Linked DNA regions of Mus musculus: region 1 is linked to region 2. Evidence: chromatin contacts called from public Hi-C data. All regions are on one chromosome and are shown on one strand. Each heading gives the region's core, a stretch centred on a gene start, on an enhancer-like site or on the middle of the called end of the contact. The rest is flanking DNA. Distances are from core to core; before and after follow the strand shown. Region 1 holds the start of Nlgn1 (neuroligin 1). Region 2 overlaps Nlgn1 (neuroligin 1).

The links. A called contact is a pair of places that touch in the nucleus more often than the background predicts.
Region 1: a Hi-C map of neural progenitor cells shows a contact between it and region 2, with 3 times the contacts expected there. The contact joins the promoter of Nlgn1 here to the enhancer-like site in region 2. A contact is called at or near these places in 3 of 484 Hi-C or Micro-C datasets (cerebral cortex and neural progenitor cells), 1 of 115 datasets of contacts at active chromatin or transcription factors (astrocytes) and 1 of 9 other capture datasets (embryonic stem cells).

What each region holds. Positions count from the first base shown.
Region 1 is chr3:26,152,489-26,155,432 of GRCm38.p6, reverse strand. Nlgn1 (neuroligin 1) reads left to right here and starts at 1,447. Exons shown (of 6, transcript NM_001357096.1): 1 at 1,447-2,168.
Region 2 is chr3:25,901,876-25,904,859 of GRCm38.p6, reverse strand. The region is part of intron 3 of Nlgn1 (neuroligin 1); the gene reads left to right. Among named protein-coding and RNA genes, the nearest start is that of Nlgn1, 250 kb to the left of the region's middle. Within about 2 kb of position 1,494, at least 51 of the 459 cell types and tissues checked have an H3K27ac peak or open chromatin away from gene starts, as enhancers often do. A contact at or near this core is called in astrocytes, cerebral cortex and neural progenitor cells, where this site is marked.

The DNA.
Region 1 (2,944 bases), core at 198-2,697, 250 kb before region 2:
ACTAGTGGTAGAAGAAATGTCTCCTGACTCTTTAACAGTTCACACACTTAAAGGCTTAATTATTTAGTCAGTTAAGAAAAATTTTCTAGTTTTTGCAGCTACAGAACCCATCAGCATGAAAGAGAATCCAACTTCTGTATTTTACCAGGCCCTTGATAATCAAAGTGTTCTCAGAGGGCTTGTTAAAATTGGAGAATCTCAGTCCTAAAGACCTAGAATCTTCATTTTAAAAAGATTGCTGGCTTATTGATAGACACTGTTTGTGAGACTATGCGGAATACTGCTTTGCCAAAGAGGCCTGAAATTCACAGCATTGATTCCTTTCTTTGGAATCTCTCAGAACTCCTGGTGCTGATGCAGAGGCCGCTGAACTCTAAAGGTTTCAAGAAAGCATCCAGGAAACCTGGGTCATGATGGTCAGGTGTTGCCCTTTCTCTGCACTCAGACGTTGTGCCTGCTTTTCTGAGCAGACATAAAAAAATCCAAGATAATGGGTTGGAGAAATGGCTTCACAATGAGGGTGCTTACTGCTTTTATAGATAACCCAAATTTTAGTATGCTTGCTGGATGGCTTTCAAAGGCCTATCTCTCTTGCTCTAGGGCATGACTTCTGCCCTCCTTAGGCATCTGCACACACAGGGAGCATGTGCATAGGTGCATGAACATCTATGAGTAAAATGATAAACATACACATATATTCCAAATAAATCTCATTCCAAAATGAGAGCTGGCAAGATAGCTCAGTGGGTAAAAATGCTTGACATCAAACTGAAGGTGTGATTTAGGTCCCCAGGGTCCATTAAATAGAGGGAGCTGAAGAGACTCCTGAAAGTTATACTCTGACTTCCATACATAGGTCCTGGCATATGTGCTTGCACATGCAACTTTCTGCATGCATATACACACAGATAAAAAGTAGATTTAATTGAAGATATTTTAAAATTCCAAATGATAAAATATTATCTAGATAATCCTTTATTATATTTATTCAAAGGAAACAAAAGGTTAAATGGTTTTCTGAAACAATACATTTCAAAAGAACAGAATTGTGTGTGTGTGTGTGTGTGTGTGTGTGTGTGTGAGCGCATGTGCATGCTAACTGCTAACTATGGGTGTTTAGGAAACAAATATATTTCCTTGAAATCATAGTGCTTCCCTAAGTTGACATATTAGCTACTAAATGTTATTGGGGAAAAACTTTAAATGTCGAAAAGACCTTCAGTTTTCCAGTAAAAGGCAAAACCCATCCTACCTGTTTAGTAGACAGCTTCATTTTACTCGTAGTGATTGGAGTTCAGCACCCTGGTTACTATAACAGCAAGTTATTCCTAGATGCCAGGGGACCAAGAAGGGGGTGGAAAAGGTGAAGAGGGGATGGAGGAAAAAAGTGAATTCCCTGCAATATCGCCGCGAGCCACTAGGGGTACCTTTGTATCATTTTTCATTCTGCACCGATTTGGAGTAGAAACCTGTATTAGGGGAAAACCAGGGTCCTCGGCATTTTTTTCTTTTCTTTCTTTCTTTTTTTTCTTTTGCGAGCAGTGCACCCAGAATCCAAAAAGATTTTTAAAAAATTAAAAAAGGCAGGAAGGAAAGAAGAAAAGGAAAGGAAAGAAAGAAACCACAGCCCTTCGGTAACCCGGATAGGGCTACGGAATCGTTCTACTGGACGCGAGCACTGGGGATTCATCTTTGAGGTCAATTTCCAATCGAGATAAATCTATTGGATTAGTAGGATTATCTGATCGCAGCTCAAAGAAGTAACGTTGTTTGATCGTTTGTATTTCTTGCCTGATGGTAGGAATTACACGGATGCGGCTTTGGTTCTCCAGGATTCTGGATCCTGGCAGCATCTGGAGAGAAAAAAAGCATCAATCCACACGTTTAGGAAGTGTCCGTGGGTGAATAACGAGGGAGGGGGAGGTGGATCTGGGGTTGCGGCTGCTTAAAGAAAAAAAAAATAAATAAATAAAGGAAGCATCTTGAATTCTGAAACAAGAATTACCCAGTTCCAGAGGTTGAAAAGAAAGCATCTGCAAACTGGTAAATACTTTGACCGTTTCGGCTTGAATTTGACGGGAAGTGTTGGTAAAACTGTCTCCTTGAATAATGGAAAGAGGACTGGGGGAAGATGAGGGGGCTCCCTCGGTGGACGTGTCTTCCTGAGGGTAAGTTTGTGCCTCTTTCCTCGGGAGAGGGCTGCGGGTTTGGGTATCACTGTGCGGAAGGGGTTGCAGACGCGGCGCCGGAGAAATGGGGCGAGCAGGCTGGAAGCCCACCTCGCGCATCTCCCAGGCATCGCGACCTCTCCGCTCGCACCGAGCTTCAAAACCTGGGTTTTGTGGCGTCAGTGGGGAAGCCAAGCAGCCTTCTGCCTCTCAACTTTGCCTTGGGGGGAAAAAAAAATCTCTCAGTAAGGAGATCCCTCTTGGACCAGGAGATTTTTCTCTTAGAGATACTTTAAGGAGAGGAGGCAGCCAGTGCTTTAGAAAATCCTGCTTGGGGGGTTGGGGGAGAGCTCCGGTCTTCATTATGCTGCCTCGGCCCAGTTTCCCAGGCTGTCTAAGCTTCTTGGGGGAATGCTGGGGATGCAGTCAGCAAGAGGATGGCCTTTTTCATAAGCTCCGATGTTCCCACCCTCTGTTTCTTTCTGCCTTTCCCCACCACCTCCTTCTTTCGGTCGGGCACTAAAGGGTTACAGTCGCTGCATCTGGTCCTGGAGAAAGAAGTAGGATTCTGCCACTCAGGTTATCTTGTGACTGCCTTTTAGGACTTTGCATAATACAGTCAGTCTTAACTTTCTTGAGTTAGATGAGCTTCTTTGCAGTATTTCCGCCCAGGGCCCAGGCTGAGTGCACCGGGCATCGGGCATCGAGCCACCTTTAGGATTTTAGCTTGCTTCCCTCTGCTCCTGACTCCTAGTTTCTCTTTCCCAGGGAGCTGT
Region 2 (2,984 bases), core at 245-2,744:
GCAAGTGCCTTGAGGATGAATGTCTAGACCGGACTCTGAAGAAGGCCCTGATAGGGGGCACTAGGGATGCATCTCTGGCTTGCAAAAACTGAATCCTCTCATTCTCTTTGTGTTGATGTGTATTGAATCTCTACAACTCAACATGGCTGACATCTGTGGAATTTTCATGTTTTGTCATTTTAGGCTTACTTCTAGCTTATGATAATAACTACAGCAACAGTGATTATAATCATAGTCACATTGATTTGTGCTGAACCCTGTGTCCTCTGGGGATTATAATCTCTCTCTTGTATACAGCAACAGAGTTTTGTTTTGTTTTTGTTTTTTGTTTTTGTTATTAAACTTGTCAACATTTCGATGATGAGATTAAATAAAATGACACTGTGTAGAATCATTATAATTACAGTTTTGAAGGCATCAGGACTTGGTATTATCAATTTTATTCAGGATCCTGGTAAAATGAAAGATTGATGACTTCTAAGTCGTATCTTGCAACTTTTTCATCAGAATGGCTCTGATTTTTCTTAAAACAATGTATTATGTTTTATTAATTCTCAAAAATTGGTTAAATACTGACTGGAAGTAAAGTATGTAGTTTATGAGTTTCATGAGTTATTAAGACTGATGGCTTTTATTAAAGCAGTCAGTCCCAGGTTGTACAATGAACTATCCAGCAAGATCTTAGACTCAGCAGCAGGGCAGAAGTCACTCACCTAGCTCATCCATCCATTCGCTCACTCAGGAACTCCACACACCTCTAAGTGCTCTACATAAGTTTTAAAAATTGGTGAACAACATGGAAAATCAGTCCATCCTTTATCTGGTTCCTGCTAAGAAAGGAACAGGGACAGTCATTTTTATAGAGTGTATTTCTTAAAAAAACAAAACAAAACAAAACAATGGAATGCTACAAAATATACTTACTTCTGAAACCAATTGTGAAGTTGAAATGGAGATAAACAGATTCAGTATGGGCAAGTTACTCTAGCAGTAAGAGTTGCTGGGGGTTTTCTTATGTCTTGAAAAGGGTAAAGATTTAGAGACAGTGGCAAATATTCCCGAGTATTTTTAAATAATGCTAAAGCGTTGGAAGCATTTTCCCCCCAAAAGTAGGTAAAGTACAAAGTACATTCAAAAGGCTGCCAGCAACAGCAGCAGAATGTACCCAAGGCTGATTGAGCAGCGTTACCTTCTGAAATATGAAATGCAGAGGGATGGAGTCTCAGTGGAGTGATTAGCTGTGGGCTGAATGTTGAACCTACAGCACAGGATAGGAATCGTCAGATTTCATAAAGATGATGGCGAATTCGCTTCCTTGTCTGTCCTATGCAATGCAGTATAATAAATGAAACTACTATTGCTTAATAAAAAGATATTAGTCTTTATCCAAGACTGCTCCTGCCCTTGTTCCAAGCACACAGATCTTGGCTCCTCAATGCTGCCTTTGTTAGGCTTTTAAATTGTGTTTCTGCCCTCTGCATCGCTGCCTACTCTGACCAGAGTGCCTGGCAGCCTTCCCGCTCCCTTCCACAGCATCTCATTTACAGGCACATGCTGTTCTTCATTTCTGCCCAAGTCTTCCCCTGCACTACCTACCCCACAAACATTCGGGCACGGCTCACTTGTCATTGTTTTTTTACTCAGAATCATCCCAGTTCATTTTTTAAAAAGACAGAGCCCTGCTAGTGTGCTTCCTAGACTCGTGTTGTCCAGCTGACCCTAGATCCTCCGATTCCAAACTCACATGCATTTCTATTGCATATCACAGCCAGGCAGAGTACCTGAAAAGTAAAACAGGGTTATGTTTTTGTTTGTTTGTTTGTTTGTTTTAATGTTTCTTCTAGTTTTTAACCTCTCAATGGTTAACACAGTTTCTGGCATCCATTCCATGGCTTTCTTTTGTTTTGTTTTCCCTACTTTCTTTCCTTTTTTTTAATTTTATTTTTTAATTTTTAATTTTTTTCAATGTATCCTGACTGAGGCTTCCCCTTCCTCCATTCCTTTCAACCCTCTACCCTACCTATTCTCTCTTTTCCCCAGATCCATTCCTCCCCCATTTTCCTTCAGAAAAAAACAAGCCTCCAAGTGATAAACAGGAAATACTGCATAACAAAATACAATTAGTAAGACCAAGGACAAATGCTCATATCAAAGCTGGACATGGCAACTCAGCAAGAGGAAAAGGGTCTCAAGAGCAGAAAAAGGAGTCAGAGACCCTCCACTGCCATTGTTAGGAGCCCTACAAAAACACTAAGCCAACAAAGATAAGATCCCAGCACTCAGGAGGCAGAAGCAGGCAGATTTCTGAGTTCGAGGCCAGCCTGGTCTACAAAGTCAGTTCCAGGACAATCCAGGGCTATAGAGAGAAACCCTGTCTCAAAACAAAACAAAACAAAACAAAACAAAACAAAACAAAACAAAATAAAACAAAAGATATGCAGAAGAACTCCCACAGACCAAGAAGGACCTGTGATTGCCACTTCAGTTGCCTTGCCCTGGTTTACTTGACCTCTCATAGGTATGTCTCTTCCTCCCCATTTTCCACAGGGTTCCCTGTACTCTAAGCAGAGGGCTCTGCTTTCCATAAAATGTCAAGCCTATTAAAAATATAGGGATTCTTATTAGCAGAGGTTGCCTTGTATGTCAGTCATCTTTCTGTTACTATGACAAAACACCTGGACAAATCAACTGAAAAAGTAAAAAGGCTTACATTGACATATCATCTTGCCACTTTCAGTGATGCTTCTTGGTTTCTTGAACCCACCAATGACAAACCAACATCATTTATGAGCATACACAAAATAGAATAGAAGCAAAGAAGCTTGTGTCATAGAACCTGAGTATCAAAGAGAGAAGGAGCAGGTGGATTATGGATATCACCTTCAATGCCACATCCCTCACCATAACCATAGAAGCAACTATTTACAACAGAAAAGGAAGTTTTAAAATCTCTTTCAATAATGCTAGCATTTTAAAGTTTTTTT